Regions from separate parts of the Macaca mulatta genome. Here region 2 is linked to region 1. The links are chromatin contacts, called in public Hi-C maps. All regions are on one chromosome and are shown on one strand. Each heading gives the region's core, a stretch centred on a gene start, on an enhancer-like site or on the middle of the called end of the contact. The rest is flanking DNA. Distances are from core to core; before and after follow the strand shown.

Evidence for each region. Hi-C and Micro-C count contacts between places; a contact is called where the count stands out from the background.
Region 2: a Hi-C map of fetal cortex germinal zone shows a contact between it and region 1, with 4 times the contacts expected there. The contact joins two enhancer-like sites. A contact is called at or near these places in 3 of 14 Hi-C or Micro-C datasets (fetal cortex germinal zone, fetal cortical plate and liver).

What each region holds. Positions count from the first base shown.
Region 1 is chr6:183,215,964-183,222,766 of T2T-MMU8v2.0, reverse strand. No RefSeq gene overlaps it. Among named protein-coding and RNA genes, the nearest start is that of NSG2, 300 kb to the right of the region's middle. Within about 2 kb of position 2,561, at least 13 of the 40 cell types and tissues checked have an H3K27ac peak or open chromatin away from gene starts, as enhancers often do. A contact at or near this core is called in fetal cortex germinal zone, where this site is marked.
Region 2 is chr6:183,688,892-183,695,694 of T2T-MMU8v2.0, reverse strand. All of the region lies in intron 2 of LOC114678976 (a long non-coding RNA gene), which reads left to right. Among named protein-coding and RNA genes, the nearest start is that of MSX2, 69 kb to the right of the region's middle. Within about 2 kb of position 2,449, at least 2 of the 40 cell types and tissues checked have an H3K27ac peak or open chromatin away from gene starts, as enhancers often do. A contact at or near this core is called in fetal cortex germinal zone, where this site is marked.

The DNA.
Region 1 (6,803 bases), core at 1,312-3,811:
AAGCTGTCTGGCCTTGGGCAAATGGTACAACCTCCCAGCTTTCGCTGTGACATCATAGCCAGGAGCCAGGTGAACCTAGGCTCGGTTAATTCATCAGACTGGCCCTGCCAGGACCTGGGTCGGCTTCCCTGTGACTCTCTTGGCCTCCCATGGTGGGCAGAAGACCCACGTCTTGGGACCTGTTCCCTGCCCCCAACACCATGTCCTCACAAAACTGTGACCAAAGGCAAGAAAGACAGGGGGTTTCCATCCAGTGGACTCCCGCTCAGGTCTCGTTGTCTAAACATGGAAAAAGGGAGGCTGGGAAGATAAATCTCTGGCATTTCAGCCTCGTGGTGGCAGATAGTCTTTGCCCACGAGGCAGGGGTGGCTGGGGAGCCATGGAAAGACAGAAAAAACAATTGTCAGTCAAGAGCAAACACATCATGCTCTTTTCATGCCAGGCATTGCCCTAAGGGGATTTGCTATGTATGTTAATGCATTTAACCCTCACCATTATCCCATTTTACAGATAAGGAAAGTGAAGCCCAGAGAAGATAAGCAACCTGTTGAGGTTCACAGAGTAGCAGGTGGCAGAACAGGGATACGCACCCAGGCAGCTGGCATCATCACGTAGGGAGCCAGCCCCCAGCCCTTCTGCTTCTCTGGAGATAGCCGCAGAGAGGCCCCGCCCTCTCCAACTCATCTCTCCCTGGTTACTGCCAGCACAGCACAGCACAAGACTGGTATTGAGTAAGTCCTTACCTAAGTACCTGATAAACGCCTTATGAGGACAAACGGGCTGTTTCCTGGTAGGCACCTGATAAGTGTCAGCAATTCTTAGTGACTGGCACTGCCTTCCACCTGCCCCTCTCCTCTCTGTGCGGATGGTGACATTGCTCTTCACCTGTGCAAACACCTAACTCCATGGGCAGAGCTCGGGGCACTGCCTGTGCCGGTGGAATGAGTTCTCACTGTGTGATCTGGGCCCGGTCCCTGCGTGATTAGTCCCCATCAGTTCCTGGAATGTGAGTTGCTGATGAGACAATGCAACTGCCGTCCCAATTAGAAAGCAGGCAGGCAAGCTGGAAAACGCCAAGTATGGTTTTATTCATAGCTCTTAAACTTTTCGGTCTCATTCCTAACAAATTCTTGTTCCTATTATTTCTTATTTTTACATATTTATGTTTATTATTTATTATATTTATCAATTTAGAGTTTGAATTATCATTATTGTTGATGTGGGTTGTTTATCCATATTTACTGGGTTATAAATTGAACTTGGTAAATGTATAAAATACTCATTTTAACTCATCTTTAAACCCATTACATATTTTTATTAAAAAATAACTTTTTTTATAAAACAAAGTACAAAAATGCCATTGTTTTTGTTTATGCAAATCTCTTTAATGTCTGTCTTAATAGAGGACAGCTAGATTCTCACGTGGTCTCCTCTTTCAATCTACTGAGATACATTGGTTGTAGTATATGAAGAAAATATGGTCTCATACAAATATGTAGTTGGAAGAGAAGGGAGTATTTTAATTGTCTTTTTCAGATAATTGTGCCTATTCTTCTTTCATATGAGACCCAAAATTGACAAATGGTTTTAGATTTCAGATTTGCTGCAACCTGGAATCCGAAATCATATCATGGAATTATTTTTTACTCTGTTACATAAACTCCTTTGTTCTCTCTTGGATGGATCTTTCCTCATGCGTGATTTTGTACCATCATGCACCAGTCATTTGGAAAACATTGGTTTCCTGAGTCATGCCAAGCTTCCAAAAGTTAGCACATTTCTCTTAAATATCAAAAGATCCTGACCACTAACGTTACCATAGGTTTTATCAGAAGAATGTTTAATTATTAGGAAATGGCCAAACTCATAGTAGTGGATATAGATTTTCCCAAATTCTAATTTTCACTGGAAAGATCAAATTTTTATTGGTGGTAACAAATGTCATTTTTTTCCCCTTGAAGTGACAAGCTTACTTCACCTGCTTTCAAGAAAATGTCTACTAAATAAAGTCTGAATCGTTTGCCACTTGTACTTTCAAGTGAAATGGCTGTCCATAAAAAAGTGACGAGTTCAGCTGAAGAAATTGCTCAAGGGTTTTTCCTCAAGACAACTATGAAGCAAAAGTGCTTCAAGCACAGCTTCCATTTTGTCACAAAAAGTTGTGTATGCAAGAGTTGAGGCTGAATAAAATTAATTCATACAGCTTTGTCAGGGACATCCTTAAGTGAAACTGGCATCTGTATTTTTTAAAGCAACACGTCCACCGTAACACTGTGAAGAATCCAACGATGGCCACGGCAGCGTGCCGCCACTTCCCTCCATCCCTGCCAAAGCTCCAGCAGGTTCCCCTCTGCTGCTTCTGCACCCTCAGTGCACGCATCATTTGGGAGCCAGGAACGCTTCTAAGCTCTCTGCACACATGACCTCATGCACCAGCCTCCACAAGTGGCCTTGTTTCCATGGAGACAGTTGCCCAGCTGAGGACTACATTTCCCAGCGTGCCTTGCTTCCAGAACCAGCCACCTGACTGGTCCTCACCCTTGAAACAAATACAGGCTGAAGTGCCTCCTGCCAGCTCCTCTGACTCAGATGTGCCTTCCTGGCACTCTCTTCCCCTTCCACCACAAGATGCATGTGATTGGCGGATTAGAGATGAAAGGAAATAGACATAGTCTGGACATCAATAGGCAGTGGAATGAGAGGAGTATGGAAGGAGGGGTGTGAGGGAGAAAAGCGTAGAGGAAGATGCTCAAATGCATTGCCTTCCCAACCATGTGGACGTTGGTGTTGCTCCCAGCATAAAGATCACCGAAGGAGAACCAGGATATCAGTTAAGGTCCAGGCAGAAATTCTGGGCTGTTTTATCAGTATGAATTTCTATTACATAAGGACTTTTAAAAAATGTAAAGCTATAATCATATTCAATGAAATAAACCATATTTATGTAATATTAGTAGCATCCAATGCCCAGTCTATGTTCATTTTTTTCCCCCATAATGTCATTTAACAATTGGTTTGTTAGAATCCAAATAAAGGATCCAACAGGTTTTTTTTGTTTGTTTGTTTGTTTGTTTTGAGATGGAGTCTCACTCTTATTGCCCAGGCTGGAGTGCAGTGGTGCGATCTCAGTTCACCGCAACCTCTGCCTCCCTGGTTCAAGTGATTCTCCTGCTTCGGCCTCAGGAGTAGCTGGGATTACAGGCATGCACCACTACGCCTGGCTAATTTTTTTGTTTTTTTTTTGTTTGTTTGTTTGTTTTTGAGACGGAGTCTCGGTCTGTTGCCCAGGCTGGAGTGCAGTGGCCGGATCTCAGCTCACTGCAAGCTCCGCCTCCCGGGTTCACGCCATTCTCCTGCCTCAGCCTCCGAGTAGCTGGGACTACAGGCGCCCGCCACCTCGCCCGGCTAGTTTTTTGTAGTTTTTAGTAGAGACGGGGTTTCACCGTGTTAGCCAGGCTGGTCTCGAACTCCTGACCTCAGGTGATTCGCTTGCCTCAGCCTCCCAAAGTGCTGGGATTACAGGTGTGAGCCACTGTGCCTGGCGTCAACACTGCATTTTTTTTTTTTTGGATGTTGCTTAATTCTCTTTTAATCCCTAGTGATTCTCTCCACCTGACACCTGACCGCCATTAATTTCTCTAAGAAACTGGGTAATATTTTTCTTGTAGAATTTCCCAAATTATAGCTCTGACTGATTGATGTTGCTTACACGTTCATCTCTCCCACATATATCCTGGAAACTTAGTTCTAGAAGCTTGATTAAATTCCAGTCACGTTATTTTTGGTGAGAACACCTGCCAGGTGGTGCCTGGGCACTTCCTACTATGTCAGGGGTGCACCGTGCCTGGGCGTTCCCCTTTGGTGATGTTAAAATTCTTCAGTATAAGGTTGCATCTACCTGGTCTGTCCAGTGTAGGTGACCACATCAGTCTGTCCCTTGCAAGTCTTAGCAGACATTCACGATCATTGCCGAGATAGAGTGTTTCATTTGGTATTACAAAAGGTTAACTTTTCCATTTTATCATTCCTCCTGCACTTGTTAGCTTTGACCTTCTAAAAAGAACTTCTTCTCATCACCCCTTTTATTATCCTGAGCTATGGTCTTTAGATGGAAGGCAAGATAAATATTGCATTCTTTCCCTTTATTTATCAATTTTCAGAATAATGAACTGGTACACTAGCCACCTCCAAAAAGAACTAGTAGTGCCATTATGAACTCATAGCTTTTACATATTTGCTGCATTTCAATCCACTGCAGCCAGTATTCTTTCTGATACTAAAGTTATCCCATCCTAGGATAGTGCAGGGGCCCTTCAAATTGGCCCCTCTCTCCTAGAAGTCTTTGATCATGTTTTAATTCCAGCAAGACAAGAGATTCCAGACTCCTCTTGTACATTTGCTGCTCAGGACCTGGAGTTGGACAATCCAACTTTACTCCAAGAAGCTCTGGTGCCTCTTAGTGGGGAATGGTACTTAGACTTTCCACACCCTTCCAAAATCTAAGCAAAATGATAATGGATATAAAAATTAAGAAAAATCCACAGCAAATGAAAACCAGAAAGAGGATCCATGATGCCAGGAATAACAGGACTATCTGCATGTAAAATGCAGAGGGGGTCTTACCAACCCCAGAGAAAGAAAACATACCTGTCTGGGGAGGAAGCAGAAGGAACCCTGGCAGCTGCAGGGTTGCCCTCAGAAACTCAGCTGGGAAGAGCGAGAGGAAAGCCATGCTTATTCATACCTGTGCTGTGGGAAAGCATGTCAGTGGTTCGTCTCCACCCGCAGTGCAGTCCTGAGCCAGGCCCCTTTCACACAGCCTTGCCTGACTGTACAGATAACAAAACAGAGACGCAAGGAAGCAAAGTTACCTGCCCGAGGTCACACAGCCAGTGATAAACTGAACCCTCAGCTCCGACTCCCACACCTGCCACTCTGCCTCCATCAGCACCTTCATTCTCACTATTGCCCTCACCTCCTCCCCCACGGGCTTGGCTCACCCTCAGCTTCTCCCCAACCAGTGACATGGGAGGTCTGATTTCCATCCCCCCAGCTCTGCTGTGCTTCCCTGGAGGGTAAGAACCTTGATGTTCATTCCTTCGGTTGACAAACATCTATTGTGATGAACCGTCCAAGGTTCCACCCCCGTGATGATGAATTTTACGTGTCAACTCGACTGAGCCCAGGGATGCCCAGATAGCTGGGATGCATTATTCCTGTCTGAGAGGGTGTCTCTGAGGGAGATTAGCATTTGAATCAATGGGCTGAATAATGTGGTAAGGTACCATCCACTCTGTTGAAGGACCAAAGAGAAAAAAGTTCGAAGGGTACATTTGCTCTCTTTGTGTGAGTGGGGACATCTGTCTTCTCCTGCCCTCGGACATCAGTGCTCCTGGCTCTCAGGCTTGCAGATTCAGACCAAGGCTGATCCCCGTCACCCCCAGATTCTCAAGCTTTCAGACTCAGGCTGAATGACCCCGCCAGCTTTCTTGGTTATCCACTTGTGGATCACAGATAGTGGGATTTCTTGACCTCCATAGCCTCGTGAGTAATTCCTATTTTTTAAAAAACACCTTATCTATCTATCTATCTATCTATCTATCTATCTATCTATCCATTTCTCCTATTGGTTCTGTTTTTCTGAAGAAACCTGACTAATACAATCCCTTTGTGTCTCATCCAGGGCTTAGAATACTTGGCAGTGCTCCCTAAATAGCTGGCAAATGAAAGACTGAATCAGTAAGCTCACGAGGGAAAGAAGGAAGGAAGGAAGGAAGGAAGGAATGATGGAAGGAAGGAAGGAAGGAATGATGGAAGGAAGGAAGGAAGGAAGGAAGGAAGGAAGGAAGGAAGGAAGGAAGGAAGGAAGGAAGGAAGGAAGGAATCACAGTAGTAGCAGCCACCATGGTTAAGACCCCTGAGTCGTTCCAGCCTCTTCCAGCAGGCAGGGAGACAATCCACTCTCCTGAAGCCACCGTAAACTTTATCTGGGCCCCACAAGGGCAAGGAGAGAAGCCAAAATCATTTCCAGGAATGTGGATTGACAAGACCAGCAGCCGGATGCAGGTAGTGTCCTCTCACATCTGTCCGTCAGGGGCCTGCAAACAAGAGGCATCGTCAGGAGAAACCTGCTGTTGTGAGGAAGTCAGGAGGTCCACTGTCCTGGAAACCAACTCTGCACTTGCTCAGTTTCAGAGGGCAGCCCTGCGGCTGATGAGTAGGAGACAGTGATTCTGAGAACTCCAATTCCATTCTGATGCCAGCAGCGGGAGCAGAGGGAAGGCATCTTCCCTTTCAACACAGGGACCTCTGAATGTGCCCCAAGGACTTGCCAATTTACAGGGATGGTGAACTGCAGAAGGGTAGATATGGGTGCTAGTGAATGATTAGATTTAGTCTGATTAAGGGAGGTGAAAGAGAAAGGGAACTTTATTGGGTTCCTGTGCTGTGTGAAGCTCTTGGAGTCCAGGTTTATGATCCCTGGTTTATAGATGGAAAAACAGGTGGAGTGAGTCAGAGTACTTGGCTGCAGGAACCCAGCACACAGGGAGCAGTCAGCTGGATGCCTCACCCACGCAGCCAAGCTGACCCTTGATCATGCTGCCTCCTGAGCAGGCCATGCGAGGACCCTGAAGAGGGGCCGGCTGGGAGGAGGCTGCCCGCTGCCCAAGGGGCCGTGGGAGCCAGCCAGTGATCTCTACTCTCATCACCAACTGGACCAAATTGAAGCCCAGTTCTCCTCATATTGACTTGAGCTAAGATTTGGGAAACAAATCTCCTCAGTTATGCCTTTCTTTGAAGG
Region 2 (6,803 bases), core at 1,200-3,699, 470 kb before region 1:
ATAGACACAATGATGAATTTCACAGTATAGTGGAGAGAAGGGGGTTCGCATAAAATAAAAAGACTATAGCACAGAGTGGCAAGGTTCCAATAGGTTCAGTGTGAGTTCCTGGTACAGTGAGTGATGAGCTCTCCCTAGTGAGGGAGGCAAAGGGACTGAGAAAAGTCTCCAGAGAGGGGAATAGACAAAACAGGCCTTGAGGAATCAGTGATAATAGCTAATGCTATGTGAAACCTGCTATAAGCCAAGCCCAGGCTGTCACTGAGCAAATGCTATTTCATCTCATACACCAGCACTCTGAGCTAGGCACTATCTTCCTCTTCACAAGAGTCTCTTATTCCACTTTACCAGGCGCATAATCTCAGGAGTTTGTAAATTTCGGACCAGGCCGAATTGCTTAGGGGTATTAGTTGTGTGTTGCTGCCTGCACAGCAAATGACTACACACTTAGAGCCTAACACAGCACACATTTACTATCTCCCAGTTTCTGTGGGTCAGGAATCTGGGGACAGCTCCTCAGTCCTCCAACTCAGGGTGTCTTACTCAGCTGCAATCAAGGTGTCAGCTAGGACTGGGGTTGTCTCAAGGCTTAACTGGGGTGGACTCACTTTCAGGGTTTCAAGTGGCTATTAGGCTGCAGCCCCTCTTAGTGCCTGGCCAGGCAGGCCCCTCCACAATGCAGCTGGCTTTATCAGAGCACACAATCAAGAGGCCAGGAGACAGTCCCAGTGAGACAGAAGGCAGGGTCTTTTATAACCTAATCTTGGAAATGACATCATCATTTTTGCTGCATTCTATTGGTTAGAAACAAGTCACTGGGTCCTGCCCACACTCAAGGGAAAGGGATTACAGAGTATAAATACCCACAGGTGGAGACCAGTGTAAGAGGTCATCTGCCACACCTGTGACAATTCAGAAACAACTGAGCTAAGTCAATAGGTAAACATTCTGCCCCTTCTCCAGTTCACTGTATGTGTATACATATATATAGTATATGTAGTGTGTGTATACAAATATATATGTGATGTGTATACACACATATATAGTATATGTGGTGTATTTATACATATATAGTATATGTGGTGTGTGTATACATATATGGTACATATGGTGTGTGTGTATACACATAGTATATGTGATGAGCATGTATGCATATATAGTATGTGTATACATATATAGTATATGTGGTGTGTGTATACACATGTGGTGTGTGTATACATACATATGTGATGTGTGTACACATGTATATATGTGGTGTGTGTATACACACATAAATATATATGGTGTGTATACACATATATAATATATGTGGTGTGCATGTGTGCATATATAGTATGTGTATACATATATAGTATATGTGGTGTGTGTATACATAATATATGTGGTGTGTTTATACATACATATGTGATGTATGTACACATGTATATATGTGGTGTGGGTATACACACATAGTATATATGGTGTGTATACACATATATAATATATGTGGTGTGCATGTGTGCATATATAGTATGTGTATACATATATAGTACCTGTGGTGTGTGTGTATACATACATATGTGGTGTGTGTATACATGTTTATATGTGTTGTGTGTGTACACAGAGTATATATGTGTGTAGACATATATAGTATATGTGGTGTGCATGTATGCACATATAGTATAAGTGGTGTGTATGTATACATAAATAGTATTTGTGGTGTGTGTATACATATATAGTATATATGGTGTGTGTGTATACATACATATGTGGTGTGTGTATACATGTATATATGTGGTGTGTGTGTATACATACATAGTATGTGTGTGTATATACACACATATATGTGGTATGTGTATATATATAGTGTATATAGTGCATGTATACATATATACAGTATGTGTAGTGTGTGTATGCATATATAAAGTATATGTGGTGTGTTTATACACATATAAGTACATGTCAGTGTGTGTGTTTATACATATATATGGTATATGTTGTGTGTGTGTATGTAACTTTTTTTGAATAATGTAGTTTGAAAAATAACAAATTATTAGCCTGGATCTCAATGGAACGATTATCAGCAGGAATGAGAGATGGTCAGAAGCGTGTTTTGAGATATTACACCATGCATATTGATTGGAACAGATTGCTTTTCTAGGTCAGTTTCCAAAAGGGTAACAGTGCCAGGGACTGAGTGTAAGTGGGTGAAAGCTGAGATGTGAGCGAAATGGGGGCTTGAGGGACTGGGGGGAGGGAGAAGAGGCCAAGTAAGTCGGGGCTGGAAATTCCTTCCAGACTTAATCATCCCGGGCATCATTAGTAACCAAAGCAAGACTTCAGAACATATGTTTTGTGTTGACAGCGGACCCTTAATTAAAACAGCCCCAGTGAAGAATAGCCTGATTAAAGAAAAGTGGTGCTTAGAGAACAATTTGACTGCCGACTGATAGCAGTTGGCAGAGGGTGGGTGATTCCCTCTCTGCTTCTACTGTGCTCCCAGAGGAGGCGGAGTGCTCCCTGTGAGTCAGGCAATGTGCGATGGGCGCCATTTCCCAGTCTTTGTCTCATTTACACCTCAAAACCCATTCATTTCCATTTTAGAGATGAGAGAACTAAGCCCGAGAGGCGAGGTGATTTGTTGAAGGCTCCAACCCACTAGCCTGGTGACAGCTATGAGCTAAGGGGTCTTCTTTTGTGCAGCTTTCCCTCGCACACAATTTCAGTGGTTCTAATGAATCAGAATGTCTTGTCAGTTATAAAAACCATATGCCTCCTCCACGTAGTCCCTCTTGGAAACCCAGTGATTTTAGGTACTGGGTGTTGCTCAAGGGCACAGCCGGTCTAATATCCACATTTCCTTTATGGTCTGGAAAATCCTGGGACAGGATCGCAATGCTCTGTGCAGTTGTCTGTCTGCATTTCCAGGAAGTGACAGAGATGTAGACGTCGGGGCGAAGAACAAGGAACACCTATCCCGTCAGACAGCTGAAATCATTTTGGGTTTGGATGAAATGAACCACTTCCTGGGAAAATTAGACCTTTTCGGAGGAAATTAGGTTGTCTCAGGAAACGAATTCACTTTAATGTCAGCATGGGGTGGAGGTTTTAGAGGATGGGCAGAGAATCTGATCCTGCTGTGGACACCGCTGAGGCTTCACTTTTGTTGCCCATTCCCCAGAGAAGCACACGCAGTAACAAGACCCGTACCCCAACCAGACACCCAACTCTTGCCAGCTATCACTGAGGCTGGCTGCGCTGCAGACTTCCACCCCCAGGAAACTAAGGAGAAAGGACACACATGTGAATGGCTTTTCATAAATGCCTTCTGAAGGATTCTCTTTGTTTATAATAACAACAGCTAGCATGGATTGAGTTCTTACTGTGTGCTGGGCACTTTTCCTGTATTACGGCATTTAATCCTCACAAGAGTTCTCGGAGGTGATGCTATTATATCCTTAAATACCCCACTTAACCACTTCCCTTTACTGTTCTGTTTAATGAGAAAGACAACGTTTAACTTCAGTAAAACAGGAATTGTTTAACCTAAATGGTAAACTTTCATAGGTAAAGTAAAAACCAGGGTTAGAATTTAATTGACTGACCCATTTGGCTGTCATTTGCTTCCATGAATAGGTGGGACTCTCTGACGTTCTAGAAACTTCCTCTCTCCTATGGCTACATTCTCCCACTCTGGTCATAGTTGGTGGATCCCATGGTGGTCACCCAACCCCGCTGTGCCAATGGGTCCCTTCCCTGAGGCTTGGTCTTGGGATGAAACCACATGCAAGTCAGTTACCCTCTGGTGGCCGAAAAGGTGGCATTAAAAATCTCAGACCATGTCACCATGTATCTTACCTCAAAAGAGGCAGTCTATAGTAAGAAAAAATAAAGTTGCTTATAGAGAAAAGCCAAGAAACAAGGCAGAAACAGTGTTTCAGAACATGCCGTGTCCTGGTTCTGGCTGTTCCTGAGTCCAGCTGAGCAGCTATCCTTCCTGAGGCCCAGTTCTTCACCCCTTCCTTGGATTTATGTGCCAGTAAAGTTCTCTTTTTACTTAAGAGTTTGAGTTGAGTTTCTTTCTTTTATTTTTTTTTTCTTTAACTTTAAGTTCTGGGATACATGTGCAGAATGTGCAGGTTTGTTACATAGGTATACATGTGCCATGGTGGTTTGCTGCACCCATCAACCTGTCATCTAGGTTTTAAACCCCGGGTGCATTAGGTGTTTGTCCTAATGCTGTCCCTCTCCTTGCCCCTCACCCCCCGACAGTACCTGGTGTGTGATGTTCCCCTCCCTGTGTCCATGTGTTCTCATTGTTCAACTCCCACTTATGAGTGAGAACATGCAGTGTTTAGTTTTCTGTTCCTTTGTTAGTTTGCTGAGAATGATGGTTTCCAGCTTCATCCGAGTTTGAGCTGAGTTTCTAACACTTGCAACCAAGAGTCCTAACTAATAAATATATAAGGCATTCCCCTGGGGGCCAGATTCAGTTCACTGAAAGACTGGGTGCGGCAAAGGATAAGAGAGGTTCAGCGGCACCTCCGTTCCTGTGAGTTCATGCAGGGTCAACTCAAGGTTTAGAACAAAGAGCCAGGGCCACCAGCCTGAGTAGACATCATTATCAGGCATTGCTGTGGCCAGAAAGACAATTGCTATATGCTAGTCAATTCAAGCTGTATTAGAATACCAAAGCTCACAAAGGAGGTCAGTTTCTTCGTCAAGATGCTGAGAAATTCAATGAGAAAATTAAACCATTTTACCTCCAGATTCCTTTATGAAGCTGAATGGGCTAATCAATTTGATTAACAAGGGAGATCCAGCCAAGCAGTGGGGTGACACAGTAGCTGGGAATGCAGGCTTGGGGCAGACGGCCTGCAGCGGAATCCTGGAACCACCCCAGGTTGCTGAGGAGCCTGAACCTGACTCTCCATCTATGAAGTGGGGATAATAATGACCCCTTCTTGACAGTTCCCATAAGGAGTACATGGGATGCCCCACATAGATAGGGCTGCACTGTGTGGGGAGCACTGCACAGACCCTCAAAAATATCCACGGAATGACCCTAATGGATATTTCTGGAAAGAAGGGGGCCCACTCTCAAGAGAAGTTGCAAAGTGCTGCACACCATGGCCCCCGTGGAAAGTTACAAGCGTATTAATGTATTAAAGGCTCTGAAAAGTTCTGCAGCAGAAACCTTTTCATTTTTTATTAAAACAGTGTTTCCCAAATGTAAACACAGAATCAAGTTTTCTTCTTTTTCCCCCCAACCAACACCTTAATGCTGGTCTAAATATCTAATATCCCGTCTTGAGTTAATTTTGCCCCAGGGCAAAAACAAATAACTTCACCAATAAATCTGCTGTGGAAGGCCTGTATATCCCATCTAGCTTTCAGATGCTATTAGCATAGTTTATTCCTTCTGGGTTGGTGTGACTTACTTGGTGTTCATATTTACAAAACAATGGGCAAATTATGTATCTGTCTTGATTCACTAGGAGAGAATACGCAAGTCACCTTGGTTTGGGGAAATTTCTAAATGAGGCCATCATCCTAGGAATACAAACGAACAATCAAACCAAAAGTGTGTTTTTTATCTGCACGGGTTACTAAAGAGCTGAATGTTTAGGGAAAAAAATAGCTGTAAGAGAATCTGCATATCACAGCATACACATGACCAACTCACAGCTCAGCACAGGTAGAAATCCATGAAGTGTGATGATGGAACAAGGGACGAGATCATGAGTCTCAGCTCTGATTTTTACTGACCATGACTTTGGGCCAGTCATGCCACCCTTCTTTGCCTTAGTGATCTCTTCTGATGCTTGAGAAAAATACGACTACTTACCTTCTGCAGCCATTTCTATAATCAGGTGAGGATATGGCTGCTAAGGAATTTTGTCAGCAGGAAAGTCTGTAAACTACCGCCCAAATGATATAAAATTCACTGTGTGCCATATCAAAAGAGCATAAGACCACTAAAGTTTTGTGGACATTGTTTGTATGTAATAGCACTGGGCACATTTTTCAGTAAAGGACTAGACAGTAAATATTCTAGTGTCTGTCACAAATCTGCAACAGCGGAGTGAAAGCAGCCACAGTGGTAATGTAAATGGGTGGATGTGGCTGTGTGCCAATAAAGCTTTATTTACAAAAATAGGCGGCCAATCAGATTGGGCCCATGAGCTGTAGTTTGCCAACCCCTGATATATAAGAACCACAAGAAATCTGCCTAAAATAAAAGCTACAGTTTGCAAGGATGGTGAGATTTTGTGGTACTTAGACAAAATCAATTTTCATTCAATATTATAATGACCCCTTTACGGTGAGTAACCTAGGCATCTTTTACTAAACTCACCATGTTCTAATAAGATTCCAAGGACTGTCCGGGGATTTCTACAGGCAGCAGAACTGTGGGTCCTGGGAACAGTTTTCAATTCCCACTTCCTTTGCTTCAAATTCCAACTCAGTAGGGGGCCTAGGGACCTTTCCCACATCAGAGCCAGGCCTGTTTTTGTGGGAGGAGGGGCCTACATACCATTCCAGAACCGCGGTCTTAGAATTGTGCAAGCCGGACGCTTCGTTTTGTTGGCTGTAACTAGATGGCCTCACACAAAAAACCACACGCTATATTAGAGGTTCTCACTCGGGGCAATGCTGTCCCCCAGGAGACATTTGTCGATGTCTGGAGACATTTTGGGTGATCACAACTAAGGGGTCAGCGGGGGGCAGGGCGGGGGAGAGGTGGGGGCGGCATCGCGACTGGTATCGGGTGGGTAGAGGCCGGCAGAACAACCCCCACCACAACAGAGAATTATCTAGTC